Regions from separate parts of the Sus scrofa genome. Here region 1 is linked to region 2. Evidence: chromatin contacts called from public HiChIP or PLAC-seq data. All regions are on one chromosome and are shown on one strand. Each heading gives the region's core, a stretch centred on a gene start, on an enhancer-like site or on the middle of the called end of the contact. The rest is flanking DNA. Distances are from core to core; before and after follow the strand shown. Region 1 has its middle 43 kb from the start of ZHX2. Region 2 overlaps ZHX2 (zinc fingers and homeoboxes protein 2).

The links. HiChIP or PLAC-seq counts read pairs in DNA pulled down with a chosen protein or histone mark.
Region 1: a contact with region 2 is called in an H3K27ac HiChIP or PLAC-seq map of alveolar macrophages. The contact joins two enhancer-like sites. A contact is called at or near these places in 2 of 47 Hi-C or Micro-C datasets (embryonic fibroblasts and subcutaneous adipose tissue) and 2 of 2 datasets of contacts at active chromatin or transcription factors (alveolar macrophages and skeletal muscle).

Annotation. Positions count from the first base shown.
Region 1 is chr4:16,593,289-16,600,663 of Sscrofa11.1, forward strand. No RefSeq gene overlaps it. Among named protein-coding and RNA genes, the nearest start is that of ZHX2, 43 kb to the left of the region's middle. Within about 2 kb of position 3,368, at least 25 of the 83 cell types and tissues checked have an H3K27ac peak or open chromatin away from gene starts, as enhancers often do. A contact at or near this core is called in alveolar macrophages, where this site is marked.
Region 2 is chr4:16,438,076-16,445,702 of Sscrofa11.1, forward strand. The region is part of intron 3 of ZHX2 (zinc fingers and homeoboxes protein 2); the gene reads right to left. Among named protein-coding and RNA genes, the nearest start is that of ZHX2, 110 kb to the right of the region's middle. Within about 2 kb of position 6,281, at least 3 of the 83 cell types and tissues checked have an H3K27ac peak or open chromatin away from gene starts, as enhancers often do. A contact at or near this core is called in alveolar macrophages, where this site is marked.

The DNA.
Region 1 (7,375 bases), core at 2,118-4,617, 150 kb after region 2:
GAAACCTTGGAAGGCTCTGCTTGGTGGGCGGTGAGGGGTGGGCAGTTGTGACAGATGCAGGTGGTGGAGTCATGCGTGTTTGAATTGATCAGGACCTGGAGAGAGGAGGCTGCAAGGACATGGGGAAACAGGCTCAGAGATGAGTGAGTGGGTCTCATGACTCCCTTTCAGTTACACGATCCCACCTGAGGTCCTTTGTTTTAGCTGTTGCTGTTTAAGGGCTCAGTGGCCACATGTAACCAGTGGCTACCGACAGGGCAGTTCCAGGAGGAAGACATAGCCCTTTCCCTCTAGAGCTCATATGTGAGCCAAGAACTGCAACTCTGGTGTGTCCGAGAGTAGAGGAAAGAACTAGGTATGAAAAAAAGATGAAAGAAGACGTAATTAGCTCTGCTTCAGGGGAGGGAAATGGACAAATACAGGAAAAATCAGGTCACATAAGAGAATATACTTAGCAAGTAAACATGGGACCGTATTCAGCTTTCTCTATTATCAAAGAGAATAATTAAACTAATGTCATAGGGGTTTTTTTGGATACAATTAAATTAGTAAAAATGTAAACTAATGAGGTTGGTACCCTCATGAATGGCTAGTGGTGGTGAGGGCACTGCAGCCCTTTTGGAGAGCATTTCAGGATTATGTCTTAAGTACCAAAAGAGGCCCTTATAGCTTTTACTCCATAAATCCCATTTCTGGGAATTCATCCTTAAAAATTATTCGAAATGAAGGGAAAACGATAATGTGTGGCATGGTTCATTTTAATGTTATTTAAAAAGCAAAAAACTAGAAGCAATGAGGGATCCAAGCGGCGTCTGCAACCTACACCACAGCTCACAGCAACATCGGATCCTTAACCCACTGAGCGAGGCCAAGGATAGAACCCTCAACCTCACGGTTCCTAGTCGGATTCGTTTCTACTGCGCAACGACGGGAACTCCAATTTTTATCCTTATAAAAGCAAAGCTTTCAAGAGCATTCTTTTAGTTGTCTTTGTGCATGCACTTAATTATATCTTTAGTTTACATTCCTGTAGTGAACTTGGTGAGTCAAAAAGGTTATGCAATAAAAAGTTTGGAAGAAAGGGAAATTGTTTTAAAATAAGAGAAGCAACAGATGATAAACATGCACAAATGATATGGTGATACCTCTTCATTCCTTCTGCCTTTCCAAGCATTTCTTTTTTTTGGTCTTTCTAGGGCCACACCTGCAGCATATGGAGGTTCCCAGGCTAGGGGTCTAATCGGAGCTGTAACTGCCGGCCTATGCCAGAGCCACAGCAACGCGGGATCCGAGCCACGCCTGCAACTTACACCACAGCTCTCGGCAATACCAGATCCTTAACCCACTGAGTGAGGCCAGGAATTGAACCCGCGTCCTCATAAATGCTAGTCGGGTTCCTTAACCACTGAGCCATGATGAGAACTCCTTTCCAAGCGTTTCTACTCCATTTCTCCTAAGCTCTGCTGGATATCCTTCCAGAATCTTTCCCCAGATTCAGCCAAGCATCCTTGCACATGAATCCCCCTTACTCTATACACACACATGCACACACACTGCTTAAGGCTTTTGGTTTGCAATGTTGATTCATCTTACAGAAAGAGTCTTTCTCTTTTCATCTCCACTTGTTTCTGGCCTTGACCCTGCTGTAGAGTTGCCGCTGAGAAGACTTGTGCCAGCTGCTGAGGGGTTTAGGCGTGACCACCTTTCAGAGCTCTCTGAGGCCGGGGAGAGAAGCGGAGAAGGTTTGTGTTGAGGGGTGTGTGTGTGTGTGTGCGTGTCTCTGCTATGTGGCGTGTGTGGGGAGCAATGCTTAGTCTCAATTCTCATTTGGTTTCTCATTCCAGGCCAATGAATATTCCTGGATTCCTGGCCGGGCACCTCTGAAAAGAGAATGTTTTGACCTTCTCAGTGAGGGAGGTGTGTGGACAGAGCCCCCTGGGTGTAACTAGTCATCCCCTGACAGAGCCCCCTGGGTGTAACTAGTCATCATACTTAGTCTGTTTACTGATCCAACAAGCAATTTATCCATCAGCTGTAATTAAATCATCTTCAAGCCGAGAGTCTCGTAAGTCCCAGATACACTTCCAAACAAAGCACTGGTGGGGACCGTCCCTAAAAGGAAGCCTGATGAATCCTCAGGGCAAGCCTCTGAAGTGGTTGTGGTTACTCCCATCTCACAGATGAAGAAACTGAGGCTCCAGAGGGAATCCATACATCATCCGAGGTCCCCATTGTGAATGGCACAGCCAGAACTTGAATCCAGGTCTGCTGGCCTGGCTCTTCCTTGTACAACACACTCCAGCCTGGGCTGCCTTTTCCCCGAATGTGTTGCAAAGGAATTTCAGACCCTCTGCTGTTGCCTGCTAAGGTTGTGATGCCAAGTTATCTAAGCATAGGCTTTTTTGGTCGCCTGGACGTCATCCCCCATCTTTCTTGCCTCCTTCAGTAGATCACGCACACTGGGAGGCAACTTCAGCTCCTTCCTATTCTGCTCGGTGCTGGGAGCCTGCTGTAGGGACTCCCCAGATTCCTAGTGGAGGAAAGAATGAAACTGTCAGGACAGAAGGAGAAATCTCTTTCTCTATTCCCAGCCTCCTTCCCTGGAATCCCAAACCCACTTTTGCCACTGGTCATTACTGGATAATAGCAGAGGTGTGTGTATCAGCCTAGAAATTCTTTTAGTAGAAGTTTTAAAATTTCAACATCAAAGGTTGGAAATACTTGGTAGTCTTTGATGTGCATGAGGCAAGTCAGCTAGACTTTTGGGAAGGGGGTGTGAGACACACACACACACACACACACACACACACACACACACACACACCCCTGTCTTTACCAAATATAAAATATTCTCTTTGCTTCCTGCACCCTCAAATATTGGTCAGTTTTAATTCCTGGGAGACTCTCTATGACTGTTCTAGGTGGGTGGAGAATGTTTCTTCAGATCTTTTGCTTTACATTGCTCAGTGATACCCTTCAAATAGGATTCTGGCTTCCCTGGTTTGCCAATAGTGTTACAAAAAGGCCCAGGAGAGCTTCTGCAGTGAGGTGCTGCAGGAGAAAATACACTGGCTCTGAAGAGGAGGACCAGGACTTGTCCAAGGTCATGCACCCAAATCCGTGGTCCTGAATATGCCTTCCCCTGTTTCCATGAAAGTTACACGTGGGAGCGCTCAAAATCTACTCAACTGACAACCTGGTGTGTGTCCCTGGCATTGTTTGTGCAACCAACTGCTTGTGAATCTGAGAGGCGAGGGCGTCAGAAGGGCGAGCGTCTGGGATATTTTAATATTCAGTATTTCCAGACTCAGCAGGCAGCAGGCTAAATCTGTCCACTGATGGGCAGGCATGAATTATGAAACCACTCACGTAGGTTGAGAGGTTGCCCGGAGCTGGGGAAGCGTCGCCACCAGTGTCTCTGCAAGCTGGTTGGGGGAGGGGTCTCTCCCCAGTTGGGAGGGATCGTGGAGTGTGGACCCGTGATCGATCACAGTGTGGGTGTGGCTCACACACCACAGGACCCATTTGGGCTTCCCGAATCCTAGGCCCTCAGACAGGGTGGGTGGTGGGATCAAAAAACAGAAGAGAAACCACAGGGCGGTCCTGCTTTCTGCGTGGCAGGAGGGTGAGGCTGCCCCCTGGTGGCGAAGGTCCGCAGGGGGCGCTGACCTTCAAGGAGTCCAGGAAGGAAATGTGACCTCCTTCCTGACCTGGGTTCTGATGCCTCCTCCACCTACTATGGGGGCTGTGCTGGTTGTGGGGGTCCGCCAGTGTGAGGCTGAGGGCTGGGAACTGAGGTCTAATCATCAAGGGGAGGAAAACTGAAGCTTAGGGGTTAGGATAGGTGATGATGGTGGTGGATTGTAAGCGAATCCTCAGAGATAATATTGAACAAAACACATCAGTAATAGCCATTTATTGATGCTCTGTGCCGGCAGCGGTGCTAAGCACATTACACACATGTTCTCAATTCTTCACAACAATCCTGTTCATTAGATATCATTATTCCTGCATTTACAGATGAGAGGCAAAGTGAAAACTCCAGTATCATCACCAGGTATGTAGTTAACAATTATGAAATAATGCAGCACAGTGTTTTAGGAGTAGTATCTCATGTAGTCTTCACACTTATTTTAGGAAATCGGCTTTTATTATTCCTATTTTTATTATTTCCATCATATCATTGAGGAATCTGAAGCTTAGAGAGGGTATGTGCCAGTTATTTTTTTTTTTCAGTGTGGCAAATCACTCCTCGATTTAGTGGCTTGAGCCAACAATTACTTAGTTTTGTTTGGTTTTTAGGTCTAAGTACTTCCTTTATTTTTACTTTTAAATTATAATATCCCTCCTATTACTATGAATTTGAAGATAGTTGATTGAACTACACATTAATAGACAAAGTAAGAATTCCAAATTTGTCTTTATCGTTTGATCAAAAAATTCTTTGCATGAATGGCTGGCAAAACTCTGCACAAATACTATCAATCCTCCACACAGACATGTGGATATTAATACTCGGATGTCGTGAGGGATCCCTTACTTTGCTTTTAAATGTGCTGAGTTGGCAATTTGGGCTGGGTTCTGCTGGGTGGTTCTTCTGGTCTCAGCGGGTCCCGGGAGAGCATCCTGCATCTGTGGTCACATGCTGGTCAGCTTGGGGGCTCTGTTTTGAGGGATTGGTTGGTTGTGGGCTGGGATGATGATGGAGACTGGTCCATGTGTGTCTCAGCATCCAGCAGGCTGGTCTGAGCTTGTGCCTGGGAGGGGTCTGAGAGAGAGAGAGAGGAGAAATATCCAAACTCTCTTGAGACCCAGGCTCAAAACTGGTACAATGTCACTTGTACTAAAACTCCATTGGCCAAAGCAGGTCCATCTCTAGCCCAGAATCAAGGGACAGGGTGTATAGACTCCTGATGGGGGGCGGGGTGCAGTGAAATCAGAGCAAATGGTGAGTGTCGATAGAGAGAGGGGGAGGGGTGGGGACCGGGCCATTTTAGTGCTATATCACTGGGTCCGTATGGGGAACGGGTTCAGGTGGAGTGGGACCCAGGTGGGAAGAACAAAATGTTCAAAGGCTCCCAAAGACTCTTGGGCAGGAAAGAGCCTATGTTTTTGAAAAGTAGGCTGGTATACCTGTAGGAGGAGGAAGTTGGAGTGGTTAGGGATGGGGGGAAGGGGCTGTTCTGAGCCCTTCATCTAGGTTAACACAATCCTCACAATTCATGGGTAAGCGCTGTGTGTTCCTCCCATTTCTGGATGGGGCCACTGAGGCATGGACAATGTGCTGAGTCACACAGCCAGAAGCAGCAGCTTCAGGATTCCAACCCAGGTCCTGCTATAAAGCCCACGCCCTGGACTGCTTGCCACACGGCTGCCACCCCAACAGGTGGAAGAAAGAACCTGGGGAAGATGGGTTTCGGTGCAGAGGGTGAGGGCTGAATGCAGAAACCACTTTCCTTGGGGGCCTGGAGACAATAACGGACAATGTCACTTATTCCTTGTCACCCTTTATTTACCCAAGATTATTTCTGCTTGAAGGTGGGAAGGAACTAGGCTTTCGGACTCTTTGACCCTTCTAATGGAAATAGTGTCAAGTGTATTCGCTAAGAGACTTTTGTTTTTAAGCAACAGAAACGGATCCTGTGTCGCCAAGTTTAAGATGAAGTCTTTCTTAGGAAAGTGCTAGGATAGCTCACAGAATCTGAAAACATTAGAAAGGGCAAGAATAGACAGGCCCCTGGGACCTCGGAGGCAGAAGTTCGTGGGCTCACTTTCTAGTTTGCTGCCAGCCACATGACTCAGTTCTAAAGATTTCCCATCACGATGTCTTTTTGTTTACACCCTGATTTTCCATGAGAGAGAATTTGGCGCGATTTGGGTCATGTGTTTTTACCCTGGACACACTGGGGGACAGTGACGTGAGCACGGCAAGGCCACTGGAGGCATCACTGTGAAGCCATGCCCCTCAGAGTCCATGGCTTGGGAGCGGGATTAGCTCTAAGCAATTCTACCTCCATCTACCTTAACAGTTCCAAGGACACATCTCATCTTAAGGAAAGGAGTCGGCCTTTCTCTCCCAGGGATCATGAAGTTCCAGAGATTCTGATCCATCTCACACCCTGCAGATACAAATTCTCTGGAAGAGCGTTTGAATAGGGTTTTCTTAAATGCATTTATTTAGGAATGCATTGTTTGAGTCCGGCAAATAGTTTTCATTAAATCGTAACAATCCCAAGGCAGATGATAAGCTCAAACAATTTTGCCATGCAAAGATTATGTTTCTACAGGAGTGCTTTGCAACATCCTGACTTTGTAAGTGATCAGGTTATAAAATATTTATTAGCGGTTCAAAGGCATTGCTTCTGTGAATTCACTATCTTCTCCAGGATGGATATCAGGGCAGGCAGCTCTGCTTGGTTGATTTCACAACGTGGTGTTCAAAGGTGTTTCCTTGTGTGGGCAGAGCGGGGATTCTCTTCTGAGCTTCATGTGTGATTTGTCCCAAGACCAAAAAGCCCACTTGCGCAGATTAAATGCAATCCAGGTGTTTTTCTTTTTTTCCAAATCAGCTACTTAACGTTTCCAGAAGGGAGCTTCTCATCCATGGCAAAACTCGCTTCCATATAAATATTTTTTAACGGTGATTCAGATTTTTGACATAAACATAATTTTTGTGGGAATATGATTGATTAGGACTGTTTGGAGATTGGGAATTGAAGACTCAGATGCTCAACAGACCTGGATTTGCCACCAATCAATTCATGATATGACCTTGGACAAACAGTCCAGCATCTCTGTACTTTATTTCAACACATCAAACTGGAATTGGTAAATACCAGTTAGGAATGTGTTCGGGTACAAATAATGGAAAATATGATAGGGGCTTATTTTTCTAACCCAACAAGTCAAGAGTCAGGGAGTCTAGAGGTGGTGGTGACCAGCAGGTGTTATTTAGAACCTGGGCCCCTTCTCTCTATTCCTAGGATAAGCCTATGGTTTTTGTCCCTATCAAGGCAAGGGGGCTGCCTCACCTTCAGAAGGAAGAAGAGGGAATGGCAAAGGTCAAAGGTCAAAGGGAAATGTTAGCTGAGTTTGTGGCCCTTGTTTTTAGGGAAGCAACAGATGTCCTAGAAGCCTCTTCAACTAGTCTGCTTACATCTTCTTTGCCAGAACCAAAATACGGCCCCTTTGACCCACAAAGGAATCTGGAAAGGTGATTTTTTTTTTTTTTTTCTGGGCATACTGGAGCCTTGACTGAAATCAGGAGTCTATTGGTAAAGACGTATATGAACATTGGTTAGGAAACTAACTGTTCTTTTTATCCCCAAAGGGCAGAAGGAAAGTGTATATTTATTGGTTCATGTATTGGTCTCCT
Region 2 (7,627 bases), core at 5,031-7,530:
TTTGGATGGCACCCGCCCCCCCACTTTTCTGGGGCATGTCAGGTGCTCTTCACTGGGCTCTTGGCTGGGGATGGCGGTTTAAAGGCACTAACACAGCTCCCTCCTCTGAGTACATAAGGGTCTGGTCCTTTTAGATCTTTGACTTCATTGAATCCTAACACACTTATGAGGTGGGTGTCATTCTAAGGGAATATCCTCGGACCTGACTTGGTGGCTCTGGGCATCCAGACAAAGAGGCCAGGGCAGGACTGGCTTCCTGCTAGTTACACGTGTTTCATTTCCCCAACATTCCTAGGAGGCTTCCCATTTTTAGGAACTGAGGCTCAAGAAGTGTAAGGCTCAAAACAAACAAACAAATAAACAAACCCCTGAGGCTCAGAGGTTTAAGCAGGTTGAGGACAGACCCCTGGGAGGGGGGAAGCCTTCATGCTCTGTCCCCTTCAGTTGAAACCATTAACTTTTTTTTTTTTTTTTTTCTCTTGGCCGCACCCGCAGCATATGGGAGTTCCCAGGCTAGGGGTCAAATTGGAGCTGCAGCTGCCAGCCTACACCTCAGCCACAGCCACGCCAGATCTGAGCTGCATCTGTGCAATTTGCAGCAACCCTGGATCCTTAAGCCACTGAGAGAGGCCAGGGATTGAACCCTCATCCTCACAGAGATAACGTCGGGTCCTTCATCAGCTGAGCTACATACAACGGGAACGCCACAACCATTCTACGTTTTGAATGTCACAAGCCTAACATCCGATTTTTCTGAAAATCCAAACGAGACAAGAGTATTTAGAGGAAAATCACCCCCCACCTCTGCTTCTCTGTTTCCACTCCCCAGAAGTAACGGCTTTTAACAGGTTGGTGTCTATCCTTCCCACATGCGTATACACACCCACACATGGAGATTATTTTTCACAAGAGGGATCCCACCAGATTCATTATTCAGCACCCTGCATGATTCACCCGCCCGTGTATCACAGTTATCCTTCTCACCCACATGTAAAGAGTCACCCGTATCCTCTTGGACAGACTTCATTGTCTGAACGTAGCGCAAGCCACTCCCCTACGGACAGACTCTTAGGGTGTCTTCAATTACTCATGAATTCTGCACTGAACATAATCGTTAATGTAACTGATCCCTGAGCTGTAAGCTCTCAATAAACATTAGCTCAATTTTTAGCGTCCTTCTCTAGCTTTATTTAACGAATGGCCTCCCCTCAACTCCTATTGCAACTGCTCCTTTCAAAGCATCGGGCTTACCTATGTCTCCATCTCCTGACCATGAAAACTGTTTGCGTTCATGGCCCACGTGTCACAGATACCTAATCTGCTACTGAAAGGGGGTTTAGATAATCTTTGAATTGATACTACTTTTCCAAAATTTCCTGCTCATTCTCTAACTGCAGCTCATTTTTTTTTTTTTTTTTTTTTTTTGCAGGAAACCGTGGTGGCATAAAGTAATGAAGGTTGTGGTTTAGGTTCCAAAGAGAAGCTAGAGAACTCCAGCCTACTGTGACGAAGGGAGGAAGCTGGAGAGCCCAACATTCCGGCTCTAGGTCAACTCATTCTACTCATTCAAACAACAAGAAGCTGAGTATTACCCACCACAGGCTGCCTCCTCTCATGCGTCCCCCAGACCTCTTACTTCTCCACCAAAGTCACCCCCCTTTCTTCTATTTCATAGTACCCCTAAAATTCAGACTTTGAGCTTCCTAATCTAGCTTTATTTAACTGATGGCATCCATTCCATTCCTATTGCCACTGCTCATTTCAAAGAGTTGGAGTGTTTCTTTCTTTTAACATTTTTTCTCTTTTTTTTTTAAGTTTAGTGAAGTATAGTTAACTTCCAAGGTTGTGGTCACTTCTGCTGTAAGACAAAGTGACCCAGTCATACATATACATATATCCATCCTCTCTCAGATTCTTTTTCCACATAGATTATCACAGAATCTTTCGTTTTTAGTCGTACCCACAGCATACAGAAGTTCCTGGGCCAGGGATCAAACCTGCACCACAGCAGTGACCCAAGCCACTGCAGTGACAATGCTGGATCCTTAACCTGCGGAGCCACTCAGGAATGCCGAGATTCAGACTGCGTTTCTTTTTCAAGACTCTCAAGCTCTGCTTTGCCTCTTGTGATCCTTTTTCCTTCAAGAAGGGCAGCAAAGCAGAGAAGAGGCTTGTGTTCTTTCTTCCGTCCTTGTGTTCCAAGATTCCTTTTTTTTTTTTTTTAAATCATTTTCTTTCTGCCTCAAGAACTTCTCTTAGCCATTCTTTGAGGGTAGGTCTGCTGGCAACAAATTCTCTTAGTTTTCCTTCATTTGAGAATGTCTCCATTTTCCTTTCATTCCTGAAGGAATATTTTTGGCTGGGTCTGGGATTCTGGGCTAATAGTTCTTTTAAAAATGTTGTGCCTCTTCCTTCTGGCCTCTATGGCTTCTGATGAGAAATCCCCTGCCATTCATATTGTTTTCCACTATAAACAGTCACTTCTCACTCAGTGATTTCAAGATTTTATCTCCAGTGTTCAGATGCTTGAGTATGGTGTGTCTTGGTGTGGTTTTTTTTTTTTTTTTTTTTTTTAGATTTATACTATTTGGGATTTGCTCAGTTTCTTGAATCTGTAGGTTTATGTCTTTTCCCAAATTTGGAAAGGTTCCAGCCATATTTATTTGAGTAATTTTTCAGCTCCATTGTCTTTTTCTTCTCTGTCCATGACCCTGAGAACATGAATATTCAACCTTCTGTTATAGTCCCCATCGATCCCTGAGGTCCTGTGCATGCCCTGCCCCTGCCCGGTCCATTTTCTGTTTGTTGTTCAGATCGGGCACATTCTATTGTTCTATTTTCAAGATCATGGATTCTTCCCTCTGTCCCCTCCCCTGTTCCTGAGCTCATCCAGTGAGGTTTTAATTTCAGTTACATTTTTCAGTTTAAAATGTTCCAGGGGGTTCTTTTTGTCTTCTCTTTCTTGGTTGAGACTCTATTTTTTTTATATGTTTCTTGTTCCTAATTGCTCATGGACGCATTTTTAGGGTGGCTGTTTTAAAATCTTTGTCAGATAATTGTAACATCTGTGTCATCTTGGTGTTGGGGCAGCTATTGACTGTCTTTTTTCCTTTCGTTTGAGGTCTTCTTGGTATGAGTGATTTTTTTCAAAAACTGAAATGTGCGGTGTGGGGATTATGCTGCAAGAGTTTGCATCTCTCATGAAACCTTCTATTTTAGCTGGATTCGGGAAGGGATACCACCTCATTAATGCCAAGTGGACGTCCAGGCACCCCACTTGTCTTTGTTGACATGCGAGCAGGTTGTTTCTTCATCACTGAGCTGGGCTGGGAGCTTCAGTTCTCCACAGGTTTTCAGTGATGTCTCTAGCTGGGAAGGGCCGGGAGCGCCTCCTCATTGCTTCCAGGGGGCCTTCAGCAACACCAAGGACATGGGTGTGGCGAGGTCACCACCTTCTTTTTTTTTCTTTTTAGGGCCGCACCTGCCGTACATGGAAGTTCCCAGGCTAGGGGCAGAATCGGGGCTACAGCTGCCAGCCTATGCCAGAGCCATAGCAATATGGGATCCAAGCCAATCTGCAATCTACACCACAGCTCCCAGCAATGCTGGATCCTTAACCCCCGAGCGAGGCCAGGGATTGAACCTGAATCCTCATGGGCACTAGTCGGACTTGTTACCGCTAAGTCACAGTGGGAACTCCTAGGTTATCTCCTTACTCGTCCTTCTCTGACCCCATCCTGAGTGGGGGGGCGGGTAAGGACGAGAGGGAGGTTGGGGTGCCCTGTTACAACTTGCTAGGGTGGAAGCTGAGGCTCCCCATCTGACCTTTGTTCATGAGATGGGGGCTGAGCCACAGTTTTTTTCTGGGATGTCTGGCTCAAGAAGTGTGGTTATTATCTAAAAGTTTTCAGCTTCCTAGGCTGCCCCTTTCCTGGTCCCTTGTGCTAGAGAGCAAGCGAGCAGGCTTTTTTGGGAGATTTTTTTTTTTTTTTTTTTTTTTTTGGTCAGTGTCCACTGGCATTTCTGAGTTGATGACTTCTTTAGCTCCAAGTCTGGGTTAGATGAAGCAACACACACACACACACACACAAAACAAAAACAAAAACAAAAACCCCAGGGAACTTCACAACCCAGGAAACCACAGTGTCGTTCCCTGGGTTATGAGGTCCCTGGATGGTCTGTCTTATTTCTACCTTTCAGCATTTTCTTATGTTTGTTTTGTACATAATATCCAGAGTTTTCAGTTGTATTTTGTAGTAGGAATAGAGTGTGTCTGCTCCATCCTCGAAGAAGTAGCTGTCCATCAACAGCGATTTTCACTCCCATATCCCACATCCTAGCCACGCTCTACCCTTAGACACTTCTATCCACCCAACGTACAACATCAACTTCATCTTTTTTTGCTTTTTTTTAGGGCCACACCTGCGGCCTGTGGAAGTTCCTAGGCTAGGGGTCGATTCAGAGCAACAGCTGCTGGTCTACAGCCACAGCAACACAGGATCCAAGCCACATCTGCCACCTACATCACAGCTCATGGCTACGCCAGATCCTTAACCCACTGAGTGAGGCCAGGGATCCAATCTGCATCCTCATGGATACTAGTCTGGTTTATAACCCACTGAGCCACCATGGGAACTCCCAACCAACTTCATGAAGATGAGGAGGGAGGAAACTGAATGTAAGGAGACACCAGAGCAACGCGCCATTCCCCTTTCCAAAGTCTTTCTTTCTGCTTGTCTGCAGACCAGACTCGGGGCTCATCGGCCTGACAATGGACACTCTTCACAGTCCTGGCCTCTGTCTTCTTTTTCACCCAGACCCCCTTCCCTTGTGTTCAGAAGCTTATCTTCTGCCGTGTATCTGCCCTTCTCACTCCATCCTTGCACATAAGACCCTTTCTCTCTCTTTTTTTTTTTTTTTGTTTGTTTTTTGCTTTTTTAGGGCTGCCTATGGAGGTTCCTAGGCTAGGGGTCAAATGGGAGCTATAGCTGCCAGCCTAAACCACAGCCACAGTAACACCAGATCCGAGCCGCGTCTGCGACCTACACCACAGCTCACAGCAATCTGGATCCTTAACCCAATGAGCGAGGCCAGGGATCAAACCCACCACCTCATGGTTCCTAGTTGGATTCGTTTCCACTGTGCCATGACGGGAACTCCAGGACCCATTTCTCAATGCCCATTTTCTCCCATGAGACCTTGCAGCTGAAAATGAAGGCCATCCTAGGACTTGGCATTTATACTGGACATTGATAATTACTGAAGATGTGCCATTTACCTCTTCAGTTGGATTTTAAATTCATTAAAGGCCTGGGTCATGCTTGATTTTACTCTGTCTCGTGCTGCACACTAAACAGCTGATAGATACTTTTTGGGAAACAGTGACTAAAGGCCCTTGCCTGTCAGTGTGAATCTGACGGAAGGATTCGGAGAATGAAATAAAAACCTAGCATCAAGCAGATAAGATTAGCTATCGGCAAAGTTATCTTAAATGCAGATAAGACAGAAGCTGGAGAGTAGGAAGGATTTGGAGTGTCTGTACTAATAACTGGAGTTATTAATACACCTAAATAAAGAATAAATTTAGAAGGGAGCTGCGTGAAGCAGTCATCCAACTAGGAGGAGTGTCCTGGCCTTGGGGGAAGCCCAGGGAGCCTGGAGACAAGGAGCAGCTCTGCTGTGGCCATAGATTCCAGCTGGAGGCCATGCAGATGTGAATCCCAGAACCACCTCCCTTGAGTGGACTTGGTGCCCACCCAGGCGGCCTTGGGAATCCAGCCTCCCATCTTCACTTCTGTTCAGAGTCTAGGAAGTGACCTAAAGATGCCATTGTGGAGCTCCCGTCGTGGCTCAGTGGTTAATGAATCCAACGAGGAACCATGAGGTTTTGGGTTCAATCCCTGGCCTCGCTCAGTGGGTTAAGGATCGGTGTTGCTGTGAAGTGTGGTGTAGGTCGCAGTGTGGCTTGCATCCTGTGTTGCTGTGGCTGTGGTGTAGACCCCTGGCCTGGGAACCTCCATATGCCATGGGTGTGGCCCTAGAAAAGACAGAAAAAAAAAAAAAGATGCAATTGTCTGGGCCCTTGGCAGTCTTATTTTTCCCTTATTGGTCTCTTATGAGTTTGGTTAAAAAAATCATTTATAACATCAATCATTTTAAATAAACAACAACAACAACAACAACTAAAGAGCTGTCCAGTGCCTCCTGCGTGCTGGATGGGGATGTGCTGCTCAGAGATCATCTCCTTTCGTCATCGCCATCATCTGCATGGGGCAAGTCCTATGACTGCCCGCCTCACGGATGGAGAACTTGAGCCTCAGAGAGATCACTTTACTCGCTCAAGCTCACAAGAGTCAGAGCCAGGATTTCAGCCCAAGCCTCCTAATGGCAAGATCCACGCTTTACCACTGGGCTTTCTAACACAGTCGTATGCGCCACCCTCTGTTCTAAGAGCCTTACCTATATGAATGCCTACAACCCTCCAAATAACTCCTTGGGGTAGGTACCCCTTCTAACCCCAATTTACAGCTGAGGAAACAGAGACACACAGCAATTGTGTAACTTGCCCAGAGTCACACAGCGAGTATGTGGGCAGCAGGATGTGAAGTCAGGCAATGTGGCAAAAGACCATCATGTGACGCTGCCTCTCTTGAGTCACTGGCTTGACTCCTTCTAATAGACCTGATGAGCCCCTTGTGGGGAAGAACTCCATCTTACTCGTTTTGCTGCCCTCAAGAGCTATTGCAGTGCTGGCACAAGGGAAGCCTGTAATCCACTGGAGCATTTGGGTTCCTGGAAGTGCAGCCCACCAGCCGCCCACCCTGTCCCAGCCACATTCTCATTTCACAAAGCCCCTTGAATTTGCAGCTGATCTTCAGGAGGTTTATGCCAGGCTGAAGGCGTCTCATGGAGTTTCATGCACAGAATACAAATTCAAGGGCGAGAGCTAGGAATAGTTCCTATCGGAGTGTATTTTTCACATTTGGGGAGCTGAGTTTCCAAGTCACTCAGTCCTGGTAGCAGAAGACCAGCAAATCCCATCCCAGCGCCATCCCCTGAGTCCGCTGGGACTTGAAAGATGTATCAAAGTGGCTAAAGGTACCATGTTAGCCCAGTGGTTCTCAAGGATGGATGATTCTGTCCCCTCTAGAGGACACCTGGCAACAAAGGAAGGCATTTTTGGTTGTCACAAGGATGGGGAGGGGGTTGCTACTGGCATCTGGTGGGTAGAGGCCGGGGTACTGCCACACACCCTACAATGCCCGGAGAATCCGTCACAGCAGAGAATTAGCCAGCCCCAGATGCCAACAACGCTGAGGCTGAGAAAGCCTGATGAGCCTAGCAGCCCCCAAATCTGCATGGACCAGTGGTTTTAAAGAGGAAGCATCACTCGACAATTAAATTAGGTTTTATGAGACTTCATTCCAGGAGAGCAGGTATCCATCACTGGGGGCAAAAAGAGAAGCGAGCCTTCCATGCCAAAGCAAAACCACCCTTGGTTGGGGCACACGCTCCGAGACAGAACTTTTGCAAAGTGAGGTCTTCAGGGCCTCCTACCACAAAGCCACTTGGGAAGCTTATTAAATGCAAACCGCCTCAAACCCGCTGAATTAGGCTCTCTCCGTGA